2 separate regions of the Sus scrofa genome follow, and region 1 is linked to region 2. A link is a contact called in public HiChIP or PLAC-seq data. All regions are on one chromosome and are shown on one strand. The core of a region is the stretch at or near the end of the contact, and the rest is flanking DNA. Distances in the headings are between cores, read along the strand shown.

Region 1 (6,738 bases), core at 414-2,913, 180 kb after region 2:
ACCTGCTGAACCACAATGGGAACTCCCAAGACTGAATGTTCTGGATTAGGATTTCTGGAATTAAAAAGTTAAGCACTAAGGTCTTCTCGACATGGCTCAATGGAAAGGAATCTGACCAGTATCCATGAGGACACACGTTCGATCCCTAGCCTTGCTCAGCAGGTTAAGGATAGGGCGTTGCCCGTGAGCTGTGGTCTAGGTCGAAGATGCGGCTAGGGTCTGGCGTTGCTGTGGCTGTGGCGTAGGCTCCGACTGCAGCTGCAGCTCTGATTCAACCCCCCGATCTGGGAACGTCCACATGCCACAGGTGCAGCCCTAAAAAGACAGAAAAAAAGAAATTAAGAACTAAGAAGGTGGATGTTTGGTGGGTTGGCTACCTACATGCCGATGCCGGAGGGTGAGAGAGTAACGCGGACGCTTAGAAGAGCAGGTAGCCCACGGCCCCGGCATAGCCCCCGGAACCACACCCTTGTCTGTCCAAGGACACACGTCAAAGCAGAAAGATGCAAGGACAGTGAAGGCAGCTTTCGCATGAGCCGTTTATAAAATACCACGTTCAACAAGAATGAAGAAGTTCCCAGAGTTCCTGTTGTGACTCAGCAGAATTGAATCCGACTGGGGACCATGAGGTTGTGGGTTCGATCCCTGGCCCCGCTCAGTGGGTTAAGGATCCGGTGTTGCCAGGAGCTGTGGTGGCCACAGATGCAGCTCGGAGCTGGTATTGCTGTGGCTGTGGCGTAGGCTGGCGGCTACAGCTCCGATTCGACCCCTAGCCTGGGAACCTCCATATGCGGCAGGTGTGGCCCTAAAAAAAAAAAAAGAATGAAGGAGTTCCCTGTGAGGCACAGCGGGTAAAGGATCCAGCGTTGTCACTGCTGTGGCTCAGGCTGCAGGTGAGGTGCGGGTTTCCTCCCTGGCCCTGGAACTTCCTCATGCCGTGGGTGAGGCCAAACAAACAAAAAACCCAAGAACAAAACAAAAATATTGCAAAAAGGAGAATGTTTACAAAAACGAGACAGATAATAAAGACCGATAATTGAGGAAATGCTTGTTGATTCAGATCATTGCTTTCCAAACGAACAATCTGATTCTCCCTTTGTGCTTTTTTATTGATTATGGCGGGGGGGGTGTCAGTGAAACTTAAAGTCGTATGTATTCCCTGGTAATGCCCCTTCCGCTTGCTCCTCCCGCCAGATGGCTGAAAAAGAACATGCGACCCGCCGAGGACCTGGACTCGGTCACCCAGAAGCTGGCGGTGTTTGGGCCGATCAAGTCTGTGACTCTGTGTGGACGGCAGAGTGCTGTCGTGGTTTTCGAAGACACGGTCTCAGCCTGCCACGCGGTGACGGCTTTTCAGAGCAGGGTGCCAGGCACGATGTTTCGGTGCGCCTGGCAGCAGCGGTTCATGGCCAAGGACATGAGCCTGCCCCCTGCCCCCCACCTGCCTCCCTTCTCAAAGCCCGTTTCACATCCCTTTTCAGCAGGGCTCCGCTGAAATAAAATCACCCCACCTGCTAGTTAGCGCTGAAAAAAAGGCACGATGACGCCTCTTTGGTTCGGCAACTGGCACTCAGAACCAGCTGCTGGGAAGTCCTGGGCTGTGGCAGGCGTCATAGCTTCGCCTTCTTGGACAAGAAGGCTACGATGGCCGTGATGCACTCATCGGACACCCACCTCTCTGCCAGGACTCTGCTTTCCTCCGCATTAACCGCATGCAACTTCTCCTTCTCCTGATGCCTCATGAGCCGTTTTGCAATTCTCATGGCCTGAAAATACAAAACCCGTAGTGATGATAAATTTTAGGAGTTCCTGCTATGCAGCAGTGGGTTAAGGATCTGGTGGGGTCTCTGCAGTAGCTACAAGGGCTGGATCCCCAGCCCAGGGCACTGGGTTAAGCATCTGGCATTGTTATATCTGTGGCTCGGATTCCATCCCTGGCCCAGGAGCTTCCATATGCTGCAAGTGCAGCTGAAAAAGGGAGGAAAAAAAAAAAGTTTTCTAACAGGAGTGGGATTCTTCTAGAAATCTCCCCACCCCCTCTTTGTTAGGGCCGCACCTGCAGCATATGGACGTTTCCAGGCTAGGGGTTGAATTGGAGCTGCACCTGCCAGCCTACACCACGGCCACAGCAACTTGGGATCTGAGCCTCGTCTGCGACCACAGCTCACAGCAATGCCAGATCCTTAACCCACTGCACGAGGCCAGGGCTCGAGCCCATGTCCTCATGGATACTAATTGGGTTCATTAAAAAAAAAGAATCCTAACATTTGGGGGGAGCTTTGCATATGCCTTCAGCCTGGCCCAAACTTCTTTCTGAAAGGTGTCATCAGGAAAAACCGCAGTAACAAGTCCTTGAGCAAGTGCTTCTCGTGCGGTTAACTTCTTCCCAAAGATGAGCATCTCTGCTGCCTGAAATGAAAAGCGAGAGTGAGACGTGTCAGAACGAACTGCTGTCCGTCGATACAGGGACATTCACTCCTGCTCTCTGAGGTTCTGCCGGGATTCCCCGAGGAGGAGACTGAGGAGCCCCCAGTCGAAGGTCTGCCACCTGTGCGCAGATACCATTTAGGCTTTTTCTAGAAGGTTTGCAGCAGTTGCTGCATCTGTGTGTGTCTAGGCTGGGGAGGCAGGAGCGGGGAGCCGGGGGCAATGCTGACTCTCCCACACGTGCCAACTGTGAGTTTCTGGGGTTTCTTCGTTAGTTTGTTTTCGTCTTTTTAGGGCCACACCCAAGGCATATGGAGGTTCCCAGGCTAGGGGTCCAATTGGAGCGGTAGCCTCCAGCCCACACCACAGCCACAGCAACACAGGATCTGAGCCTCGTCTGTGACCTGCACCACAGTTCACGGCAACGCTGGATCCTTAACCCACTGCGCGAGGCCAGGGACCGAACCCGCAACCTCATGGTTACAAGTTGGATTTGTTAACCACTGAGCCATGACAGGAACTCCGTGAGTTTCAGTTTTATACACAATTATTCTTTCAAAAGAAGAAAAAAAAAGAAAAATTGTGACCATAGGGAATGCCAACGAACTTTTAGAAACCCCAACTTTCAAAATGCCCTTCCCTGCAAATTCACACAGTGCTCCGGCCCTGACAGTTCTCTTTACCTGCCCAGGTAAATTAGGAAAGTGAGGCAGACGAACGCTCTGTTTCTGACCAAGCTGGGCTCACGAGGTCAATGTCCTTCTCTCTGTGTGCAGCTTCTCTTCCAGAAAAGCAAACACTGTCTCCTAACCCAGTGCTCTAAGCCTTAGAGCTGGGGTTCTGTCCAGCCTTTCAAAGTTAAAGTCTGTGTCACAATTCAGAGCACAGGACAGAAGAGAGCTTTAAAACACACCCAGAGAAACACAGAGGGATTTTCAACGAGCACCTGACAGCACTAAACAGAGGCTCGATTCCCGCCCCCTCCAGATCTTGGAGCGTTTGCTACGCCTTTCCCTCCGCGCTGGCTCTCGGCCTTGTCACTGTCCCCTCAGGGTCCTGCACACAGAGTGGGGCCGCCTAGGCCTCCACAACCCCAGGGACGGATCCGAGCGGCCACTTCCATGTGCCACGGGGGCAGCCAAGGGAAAAAAGGAAGCGGGGGGGGGGGGCGGGGGGGGAGGCAGGCAGGCTGCGGAGGCCGGGGTCGCTGCGGGGTGGGCACCGGGCGCCCAGCTCAGGGTGACCCGCAGCTGGGGAGCCGCAGCCTGAGCTTCCCGTTCCCCCTCCTGCTGGACACGTCCCCCAGCCGGGTTCCCCCACCTCTGAAACTGCTCAGAGTTGGGGAGCCAACGAGTCACTTCTCTCTCCTCTCTCTTATCGAGGGAATAACAGAGCCGGGGATTTCTTCTGGAAGGGAGATGACGCGTTGCCATTTAGCTGGAAGGCGTCCAGCAGTTACCTTGCTCGGGCCCATCATCTTCGGAAAAATGTAAGAGGAGCATCCTTCTGGACTCTGGCCGAGGTGGCTGAAGGGCGTGTGAAATGTTGCCTTTTTGGAGAAAAAAAAAACAGTTTTCATGTGTCATTTCAAAAAATCATTGTCTGCAGCCTCCTGACCACACCGAACTGAAGGACATGAAAAAGTTATGATTAGCGTGTATCACTGGACAGGCAGACCCGTCTCACTGTGCTTTGCTGTACAGATACTGTGACTTTTACAAACGGAAGGTTTGTGGCCGCTCTGCGTCGAGCGGGTCTCTGGGTGTCATTTTCCCAGCAGCTTTATTTTTAAATTAAGGCCGTTGTTTTTAAACGCCTAATTGTTGTCTTAGGCATGGTGCTACTGTACACTTAACACACGACAGGGTAATGTAAACATAACTTGAAAGGCACTGGGAAACCGACAAAATCCCACGACTCCCTTTATCGTGAGGTTTGCTTTATGTTGATCTGCAACCCAGCCCGCAGTATCTCCGAGGTCTGCCTGTGTAGACACAAATCCGCTCTCTCCAAGTGTGCAGTCGGGTGGTTTTAACAAAGGGGTACAGCGACGCAGCCACCACCACCACCAGGATACAAGGTGTCCGCATCACCTGAGTTCCCCGGCCCCTCCGCTGTCCATCTGTCCCCCAACCCCCGAGCAACCGCTGAGATCTGCTTTTCTGTTCCTATAGTTTTACCTTTTCTGGAAGGTATCTAAGTAGAATCATACATTCTGTAGCCTTCCTCCTTTTGTAGCTGCTGCCCTTGGCATAAGGGTCACGAGTCACCGTGCCGTCGTGTCTTAGGGCTTGTTCCTTCTTCTTTCTGAGCAGGATCCCATTGTGTGGCTGTGCCGTGACTTGTCTGTCCACTCACCGACGGACGCCGCTGTGGCATCCAGTGGGCGGGGTGTTGTGGGTACAGTCATTAAGGACATGGATTTTCAGCGCTCGCTCGTGGAAGGTACCCGGGGGTGGCGTTGCTGGGCCCCGTGGGAAATGCGTGCTTCACTTTCTAAGATGTTGCCAAACTATTCTGCAAGGGGACCCACCGTTTAAGATGCCACCAGTGGTGCAGAGTTCCGACTTCCCTAAACGCTGTGATGGGTCTTTCCAAGTTCACCCACCTAGCAGGGGTGTAGCGTGAAGAGCAGCATTTATGTGCTCGTCAGCCGTCTGCGGTACCTTTGGGGAAGTAACTTGCAGTACTCTGCCCGCTATTTTTAAGTTGGATGGGTTGTCTTTTTATTATCCAGTTTTTTTTAAAATGCATTTTTATTTATTTATTTATTTTTGTCTTTTTTTTTTTTTTTTTTTTTTTTTTTGCCTTTTCTTGAGCCGCTCCCACAGCATATGGAGGTTCCCAGGCTACGGGTCGAATCGGAGCTGTAGCTGCCGGCCTACACCACAACCACAGCAACGCCGGATTGTTAACCCACTAAGCAAGGGCAGGGATCGAACCCGAGATCTCACGGTTCCTAGTCGGATTCGTTAACCACTGCGCCACGACGGGAACTCCTTATTATCCAGTTGTAAGAGTCCTTTACATATTCCATTTATAAGTCCTTTCTTAATGGCATCTTTCTCCTATGTTTTAAGGTGCCGTCTATACTTTGTTTTCTATTTTTTATGTTAAGTTGTTGACCCATCACTTTATGAACATATTTAAAACACATACTATAGAAAGATGAGCCTCTATGGTGTGAGTGGAAAAACTGTTCCCTCCGTCTGCCATTTGTCTGCATTTTGCCCCAGAGGTTTTTTTGATTGTCTTTAAATATTAGAAACTACTTTAATACTGGTACTTTAGAGTACAGAGCCATTTTCCCCCTAGATCTCAGAAATACTTTTGTGTGTTTCTGGATGAATGAAACGTTCTTATGAAAGGAAATTAATTTATAATTGACAATTCCGTAAACAGAATAGGCTTTGTTTCCCATCGTCAGATATGGTGTGTTTTGAAATGAATGGTATTAGAACTTATAAACATACCATGTACAAAGCAAACAAATCAAAATCATAAAAAGATAAACAGTTATGGAGGTCACTCCTCTTCTCTTTTTCTTCTAAAAGAAAGCTTATTCGAGAAAATGTACTAAGTCGCAACCTAAGCAACACAACTAAAAAACTGAAAAAAGAAGCCAGCTTGGATAAGGAGCCACAAACAAAGCTGATAATAAGAGGCGCTGACCTTATTAGCACAATTATCGGCACACATTTAGCTTATTTTCAGAAAGAGAGCGGTAGCTGTCGCTAAGGGTTAGACGCTGGCAGCAGGCTGCTCAGTGGCCCTGGAGTTTAACCTCTGTGCCAGCTTCCTCACCTGTCAAACATGGCTGAGAGCACCTGCCCCACAGGGTAATTCACGTAGGCATTCACCGAGTTCATATCAGCTGCATCAAGAGAGCATCTACCAATGGGAAATCACTCAAATATTCGCTGCTGGCATTCCCAGCTTTTTATTAACTCGAAGAGAAAATCTGCCAACAGAAAAGCTAACGGGCAGCCAGTAACTATGACCCATAATAAAGAATACTTTGGGGAGTTCCCACTGTGGCACAGCGGGTTAAGAGTCTGACTGCAGCAACTTGGGTCCCTATGGAGGTGCGGGTTTGATCCCCGGCCCTGTGCGGTGGGTTCGAGGATCCAGTTTTGCTGCAGCTGTGGTGCAGGTTGCAGCTGCAGATCGGATTTAGTCCCTGGCCTGGTCACTTCCATATGCCGTGGGTACAGGCATTAAAAAACAAAACAAAAACCAAAACCTGACTTTGGTCATAAGGGTTAAAAGTTAACCCACATTTATTTATTTATTTTTTGTCTTTTTAGGGCC
Region 2 (7,432 bases), core at 4,206-6,705:
CCAGTCCGAGCCTCCCCCAGGAGGCCACCTGCTCCTCGTGTCTCACTGGCTTGGGGTCACTGTCACCACGCCCCATCTCCCTCACTTTGAAATACCTTCTGCCTTTTGGGAAAATGGTTATAAGACCAGACAGTGGAGCCCACCAGGCCCAGACTTATTTTAAAAAGAGAGAAGGACCACGTCCCAGGGGGCCAGGCCGAGGGCAACCAGGTGTGCCAGCAGGTCCCAAGGTAGAGGCTGAACCAAGCCTCTCCCTCCTTGGACACCTGGTGGGAAGGGGCCTGGAGGCTCTGCAAGCTTGTCCCTAGGTTTCCAGGCCACTCCTCCCCTAGCTGAGTGTCAGCCCAGGTCACAGGGCTCACAGCACAGCCTGAGCCCTGACGGGTGAGGCCATGGGGCTACGGCACACTGGAGGGAGGAGAGGCCCGGAGCTCCGGGCAGGGAGCCCCGAGCGAAGCCTGAGCAGCTGCAGAGCACAAGGTTAGAGCAGAAAACATCAGGGCGAGAGGGAGCGGCGGGCTCCCAGGAGGCGGCGGGTGCGCACCAGACCCGGGACACGGGCAGGGCAGCCCCAGCCGGGAGCCTGCACACGGAAGAGACTCAAAACCAGGTCCCTGAATCGAGCGAGCACCCAAACGCCCAGAGAGGTAAACCTGGTCCCCCCTGGAAGGGGCAGGAGCCCCGGCAGGGAGGCGGACCTGGGGCGGGGCTGTGAGAGGCAGGACCCCAGGCCCCGCTCTGGCCCCCCTGCCCCAGGGCCCAGCGGGCTGGTCAGAGGTGACCTCTGATCTGCTCCTGACCCGGGTGCAGCCTCTGCTCTATTTTCAGCCACTTGCACCACGTAAACTGGGGGGCTCTGCAGTTGTCCCCACATCAGGTGGCGATCGCCACCCCCCCCTTGTTTTGAGAGCAGAGCGCTGGTCCCCTAGAGCTGACGGGGTGGAGTCCGGCTGGTGGCCTGTGCCCAGGCCCCTCTGGTAGGTTCCGGACACCTCCCTTCCTGGTCCTCCATCTCAAATCTACTAGCCGGTCTGCAGGATGCAGGCAGACCATCATCGGTGCTGAAGGTGAACAGACGTTACCCCGGCACCCCCACAGGGCTCTCCGGGAGGGGCCTTATTTGGAGAAGAGGCCAACGTACCACGTTGGAAGCTGGGCCCTCCACCAGCTCCTCCTGCAGGCCTTCTGTGTTGGCCCCGACACGCCTACAGCCACGTCTGGTCTCTCAGGAAAGCCCGCGCTCTCTCTCCAGGGAAAGGTCAGACAGCCTGACCCCTTCTCACACCTCCCCTGCCTCCCCCCATCCTCCGCCCAGCCTTGCTCAGCACAGCAGCCAGAGTGCCCAGCAGGCACATCAAGCCACACCCTGCTGGGAGCTCTCTGATGGAAGCTGCCCACCTCTGAACAAGAGCCCCACTCTGAGCGGACTGTCCACTCCCCACCCCCAACCTCCCACTTCCTCTACCCCCCTCTCTCCCCTCCAGCAACAATGGGCTCTTCACTACTTAGAGCCACTGGGCACACGCTGGCCTCAGTGCCTTTGCACTTGCTCTGGCCGCTGCCTGGAAGCTATTCTCCAAGTATCCACAGAGTTCACGCCCTGCTTCCTCCAGTCTTGACTCCCAGGTCACTTCCTCTGAGCCCTCCTGGACCAGCCCATCTGAAAGTGAGGTCCCCCGCCCCGACCCCGACAAATCATAGCAACTCTTTTTCCTACTTTTCTTCTCTTCTGAACATGTACACCCAGCTCAGGTAATTTTGTAACTTATCTTTATCACTGGATATCTCTCGCCCAGAAGAGACTCACAAGGGCAGAGGTTTTGTGTCTGTTCTAGTTGCTGCTGTGTCCCCAGAACCTAGGCGACACTCAGCACAGGGGAGGCACCCACTGGGCACTTGGTGAGCGAATAAAAAACCAAAATGTTGGTTTTTCAGTCATCAGGAATCAAAGATCACCCGACTACTTTGGAAGTAGAATCTGGGCTGCAGTGCTGGAATGGGCATTATTTTTTAAAAAATCAAAATAGTGCAAGAGCCCCAAACAGTCATTGGGGAAATTCTGCACATTTGTCTTTTATTTGTTTATTTATTTATTTATTCATTTATTTAGTCTTTTTAGGGCCGTACCTGTGGCATAAGGAGGTTCCCAGGCCAGGGGCCAAATCAGAGCCACAGCTGCCTGTCTACACCACAGCAAGGCGGGATCCTTAACCCACTGGGCAAGGCTAGGGATCCCACCTGTGTCCTCATGGATACTAGTCGGTTTGTTACCGCTGAGCCATGACGGGAACTCCTGCACGTCTGTCTTAAAGTAAACCTTCCCAATTGTGAGAGCCGCGGCGGGCAAGAGAGCTCGCCACGTCTGGTCAGGAAACCCTGAACCACGTTAAATATTACATAGAGCAGATTTAAGTCAGACTCGGCCCCGCCTGTGTCATTGTGTGGAAAAAGCAGAAAGGGCACCTCTGTCCCCTCGGGCAGGGGGACGAGAGATGGAGGGTGGGTGTGTCAGAGCCGGGTGCAGAGGTGAGAGGCCAAGGCACCAAGGAGAAGAACAGAAACCAGACAGGCCCCGCGCTCCGCCCAGACAGAGGGCCCTGCGCCGCCAGGCCACACAGGGGTTAAAGACCTCTGCCCACATGCCACCTGGAAACTATGTGTGGCCAAGGCCAGCACCCACGCGTGCGTGGATCAGAGGGAACGTGCCCCCGCCACGCCTGCTCCCACGGCAGTGCTCCGGGGCCCCAGACACAGGCTGTGCACCTGCCTGACCGCACAGCGAATTGAAGATGCAGGCGGGGGCCGAGGCTTCCCCACCCTCTGCAGGTCTTCGGTCCTACATTTATGAGAGTGACCGGCCTGCTGCCCGCTCAGCCTGTGGAACCCGGAAGTGTCCACAGAGCTTCTGATGAGACAAGCCTGCCAGTCTAAGCCAGGCCAGAACTACTCGGTGAGTTTTAATGGAAGGGATCCGATGCCGAGTGGCACTGAGAACACGGCCTCTCCAGCACCACACGCATCTGATGCCTTTGGCGGGTAGGGCCTGTGCATCCAATCTTTTCATGCAAATCATTAATCAGCCTGGAAAAAGGTGGGATCTTCCTTTACATAACGGAGACACATTCTACTTAGAAAACAACTTTCCCGGAATTAAAGGGAGCTGAAAGAGGAGGAGGAGGAGGCTGGGAACTCGGGTGGTGCCGGGGGAGGGCCAGCGTGCCACCCAGCGGAGACCCGAGGACCAGAGCAGGGGATGGATGCCCCCTCCTGGGGCCCCGGGGCCGCCCTCACCTCTCCCCGGTGCTGAGCTGAGCTGGCCCTGGGGGAGGCCCCCTCCGGTCAGGCCTCCAGCCAGGACAACGATTCCCCGTCCCACCAGGGCTGTCGGCACAGGCTTTACACGCAACCCAGACCCGCATCTAACAGCCGCGACCCCCCCTGTGCCCCCACCTCCTCTAACACTCACTTCTCATTTTCCTTCTCAGACACTTGGAAACAGCTCTCGTATCCCCTAGCATCTGGTTTCTCCCTGGGGGTCCCCTCTTCCTGGCCCTGTCTCCTTGGAGGGCCCCCTCTGTGGGGGACTGTGCGCTGACACCTCCCAAACCCAGAACGGACCCGGCACAACTCGCACAGAGGGACAGAGCCAGGCGCGTGTGCAGGGCAGGTCATGTGCCTCACGCACACCTGCCTTCTGCTCTGGATGAGGCGGTGTCCCCACCAGCCCCCAAGGCGACCAAAGCTACACCTCCTCCGTACCATCTACAACCCCGGCAGCCAGCAGCCATTAAGGGGGACAACGAAGGCCACAGTCACGGAGGGCTCACTACGTGGGACACGGGGCATGAACCTCTGTTCTCACAAGTGGGCATCGGGGACTGTGCTGCGGGGGAGGGGCCAGACGGGAGCGGATTTCCAGAGCCCGCCCCGGGTCACAGCCGAGCTGGGTCCCCAACAGAGTAAGGCTGGGGGGGTGGATATGGAGCAGGAGAGGGACGGGGGGGGGGGGGCAGAGGGGAGGGCAGGGACGGCAGGCTCTCTGCCCAGGCTCTGGGGCTCCTGCTTGTTCACCCCACCTTGTTCCAGAAAGGACACAAGTCACTGAGCAAATTGTTCCTTCAGTCTAAGTTTCCTGGGCTTGGACCTTCATTTGCTAAATTAAAAATATAATAACTCACACAGCCAAGGAGTAAATCAAGGTAAACTGCTGCCCTGCTTGAAACGCTACTGAACCACCCCCAGAGCAGCCACAAGTGCCAGGCCAGGAGCAGGCGGTCTCACTCAGGGCCTGCAAACCCTCTGGCTTCGGGAACCTGTCCAAGTGACGCATCTGCCAGAGGATGTGTCATGAGAATGAGCTAATTATCCACAGAATTCACAGGCTGGGGTGAGGCTGTCACCAGGGGGGCTGGAGACCGCAAGACCTCAGGCAGACAGGCAGCTTCGGAGACCCTCGGTAAATGGGGACCCTCCGTAAACTATGTCTCTTCAGGAAGTGCCCCCAAAAGTGCCCAGGCCCTGCTTAAAGGACGGCTCTGGGAGGCGTCACAGAGTCTCAGAGCTGCAGGTGGCCGCACAGGTGTGGTGGGGGGCTGACCCAGTCCCTCCTTCTCAACCTCGGGTCTGGCTTCCTCCCCTCCAACCTCCTCTCCGCGGCCTCCAAACGCCAGCCCGCGAGTAGGAAGTGGGAAGCCACCCAGTTCTCTGAAACTCGAGTCCCCAAGAGCCAGGAAAGTCACAAGGCTCGGGAGGAGGCGGCCAGGGTTAATCAAACCCGAATGCGGACGCACCCCGCGGGGCCCCTCCTGGAATGACAGAGGCCACGTGGCACCTCGCACGTCGGTCAGCAGGGACAAGGGGCGCGGCCCTGCCCGGCTAGGACCGCGAAGGGGCTGCCAGACACGGCGCGACCCCCGCCGGACGCTGCGCTGAACTCTCCCAAACGTCCCCCCGCCCCTCCTGCCGCGGCCAGCGCTGGACGGTGGTTGACCTTGGTGATGGTCAAGGCAACCAGCCTCGGCCAGGGGCCACGGTGCCGATGTGCGGATTCCTGCCGCTGCCACTGCGGCCCGGGCGCCCCTCGCCTGGGGGAAGGCGGAGCCCCTCTCCCTGCACGTCGAAGGAGCCCGCACCCTCCCCCCGGTCCCCGACTCCCACCCAGTGCCCCGAGAGCCCAGCCCCGAGGCCGGGCCCGCGCCCACCTTGGCGCAGCGGCGCGCGCGCCAGCTCCGGCCGGTCCTCGGGGAAGGCGTCGCGGAGGCGCTGCCACAGGCGGCCCAGGTCGGCCAGGCTGCGGTGCAGGTACAGCACGCTGCGGTCCGACCACTCGGTGCGGATCTCGAAGAACTCCTCCTCGTCGCCGCGCCGGCTGACGATGAGCCTGCGGATGCCGTTCACCCAGCAGCCGCGCACGAACATGTTCACGAGCGACGTGCCCTCAAACACCGCCGAGGCCATGCCGCGGGCCGCGCATGCCCCGGCCGGCAGGGGGCGCGCCCGCCCGGGCCGGGGGCAGCCCGGGGCCGGGGTCCGCCCAGAGTCCGTCGGGCGCCTGTATCTGCCCGGGATCTGCGCGGAGCCGGGGTCAATCCAGGGCCGGGGTCCGCCCGAAGTCCGTCCGGCGCCGGGATCGGTCCGGGATCTGCGCGGAGCCGGGGTCTGCCCGGCCTGGGGTCGGTCCGGCGCCGGGGTCCGTCCGAGGTCTGTCCAGAGTCGAAGAGACCTGGGATCTGTCCGGAGCCGGAGTCGGTCAGGGTCTGCCCGGGCTCAGTCCCGGGCTGGCGCCCCTCCGAGGTCTACTTGGGGCCGGGGTCCGTTTGGGCTCCGTCCGGAGACCGGGTCGGTAGGAGGCCTGCTCGAGTCCGGGTCCGTCCCGGCCCGGGGTCGCGGCGGAGCGGGTCTGCGGATGTCGGCCGGGCCTCCGCGCGCTCTCCCGGAGGGCGAGGCTACGAGCGGCGGGGCCGGCCGAGCCGAGGCTTATAAGGCACTTCCCATCGCGGGCGGCGCGGTCGCCGACGTCGAGGCCGCGGCCGCCTCCGCCTTCCCCGCCTCCAGGCAAGAGGACACGCCGCGCGCGGAGGGGTGGCCTGGCCGCCGCGCCCCGCGCCGCCTCCCGAGCCCGCGCTGCTGGGGCCGCGGGGACCCCCGGCCGCCGGGCGGGGCGGAAACCCCAGCGCCGGCCCCGCCTCCCGCCTCCCCCCTCCGCTCCGGGTCCCGAGCCGCCGGCCCGGACTGGACGAGACTGGGGGTGGGAGGGCCGGCCGGCCTGTGCCCGCCGGGTTCCTGGGGAGACTCTTGTCTTTCCGTTTCTCGATCCTGCGCGCCCCACCCGGCCCGCGAGGGGGTGGCAGTGGCACGTGTGCGGGCGGGGGGCGAGGGCGGGGCGCACGGGCTCCGGGGACTTGGCGCCGGGACCGTCTGCCAGGTTCTCCACTGCGCGCCGCCCCCCCATCCACCCTGGGCCGGGCCGGGCTGGGGCGGCCCCCGCCCCGCGGCCCCCGCGCATTCCAGTCGCGCCGCTGCCTGGCCTTGGCCCGGACGCGGCTGGAGACAGACGGGGACGCGGCGGGACAGACAGGCCCGCGCCAGCCAGCCGAGGGGCCGCCCTCCAAAAGGAGAGGGGACCTCCCTGCTGAGAAGTGGGACCGACCCGCGGTGGGAAAGAGCATCCCCGCGGCAGCGGGGGCCCTAGGTGAGCGAGGGGATTTCGGAAGCGGACCCGGGGAAGCCGCCCGCCTGCAGAACTCTGGTTCACAGCGGCCTGCTCCTCACGCTGTTCCTAATTGGGAAGAAATTTCGAACGATAGGTCCAGAATCGGAAGTTAGTTCAAGAACTGCAAGTTGGTTCCAGAGGCTGCAGGGACCTCACCCCGCCCCAGGCGGTGGAGAAAGAGCCTGGGCGCAGAAAGGACTGGGGCCGGGGCAGGTTGCCGGTGACTTGATTCAATCCAGACCGAGAGGTGCGCACCCCTGCTTCCCGTTTCCCGAGAGACAGACACACACACACAGACACACAGACACAGACACACACACACACGTTTTACTCAGTGATTTGCCCTTATCCTGTCTTCAAAGTTCATCATCCAAGTTTATCTTTACCTCCCATTTTCCGTGTAAACTGGGAAGAGAAGGTGTTTTCCACCGCCTGGGGACCCCGCCATGCGGCAGCGGTCACTAAGTGCTGGTGACTGAGAGACTGGCCACCTAGTCGCAGGAGGGGCGGAGGGAGGCTGCGGGGGGAGCCAGGCAGGGCAGAGTTTCACCTCTTCCCACAAAGCCCCATCCTCAACCTCTGTGGGCACGTTGCCTCCTCTCACTGCCCCTGGGCTGAGCAGTGGCTCTTCGACTTTAAAGCCAGAATTACGGTGCTTTTATGCCTCCTGTACAGTCTTTTCTAGGAACAATCCGGGCTTCGTTCCCTGTTGCCCAGGAG

The links. HiChIP or PLAC-seq counts read pairs in DNA pulled down with a chosen protein or histone mark.
Region 1: a contact with region 2 is called in an H3K27ac HiChIP or PLAC-seq map of alveolar macrophages. The contact joins the enhancer-like site here to the promoter of LOC110261697 in region 2. A contact is called at or near these places in 13 of 47 Hi-C or Micro-C datasets (alveolar macrophages, blood, fetal liver and 7 more) and 2 of 2 datasets of contacts at active chromatin or transcription factors (alveolar macrophages and skeletal muscle).

The regions. Positions count from the first base shown.
Region 1 is chr7:2,425,093-2,431,830 of Sscrofa11.1, forward strand. ECI2 (enoyl-CoA delta isomerase 2) reads right to left here. Exons shown (of 10, transcript NM_001113443.1): 8 at 3,887-3,976; 9 at 2,266-2,409; 10 at 1,094-1,766. The coding sequence ends at 1,611. Among named protein-coding and RNA genes, the nearest start is that of ECI2, 18 kb to the right of the region's middle. Within about 2 kb of position 1,664, at least 1 of the 83 cell types and tissues checked has an H3K27ac peak or open chromatin away from gene starts, as enhancers often do. A contact at or near this core is called in alveolar macrophages, where this site is marked.
Region 2 is chr7:2,242,924-2,250,355 of Sscrofa11.1, forward strand. It overlaps LOC110261697 (collagen alpha-1(III) chain-like), which reads left to right and starts at 5,456. Exons shown (of 3, transcript XM_021099999.1): 1 at 5,456-5,897; 2 at 5,984-6,691. The coding sequence starts at 5,456. PXDC1 (PX domain-containing protein 1) reads right to left here and starts at 6,063. Exons shown (of 6, transcript XM_001928852.5): 1 at 5,202-6,063. The coding sequence starts at 5,457.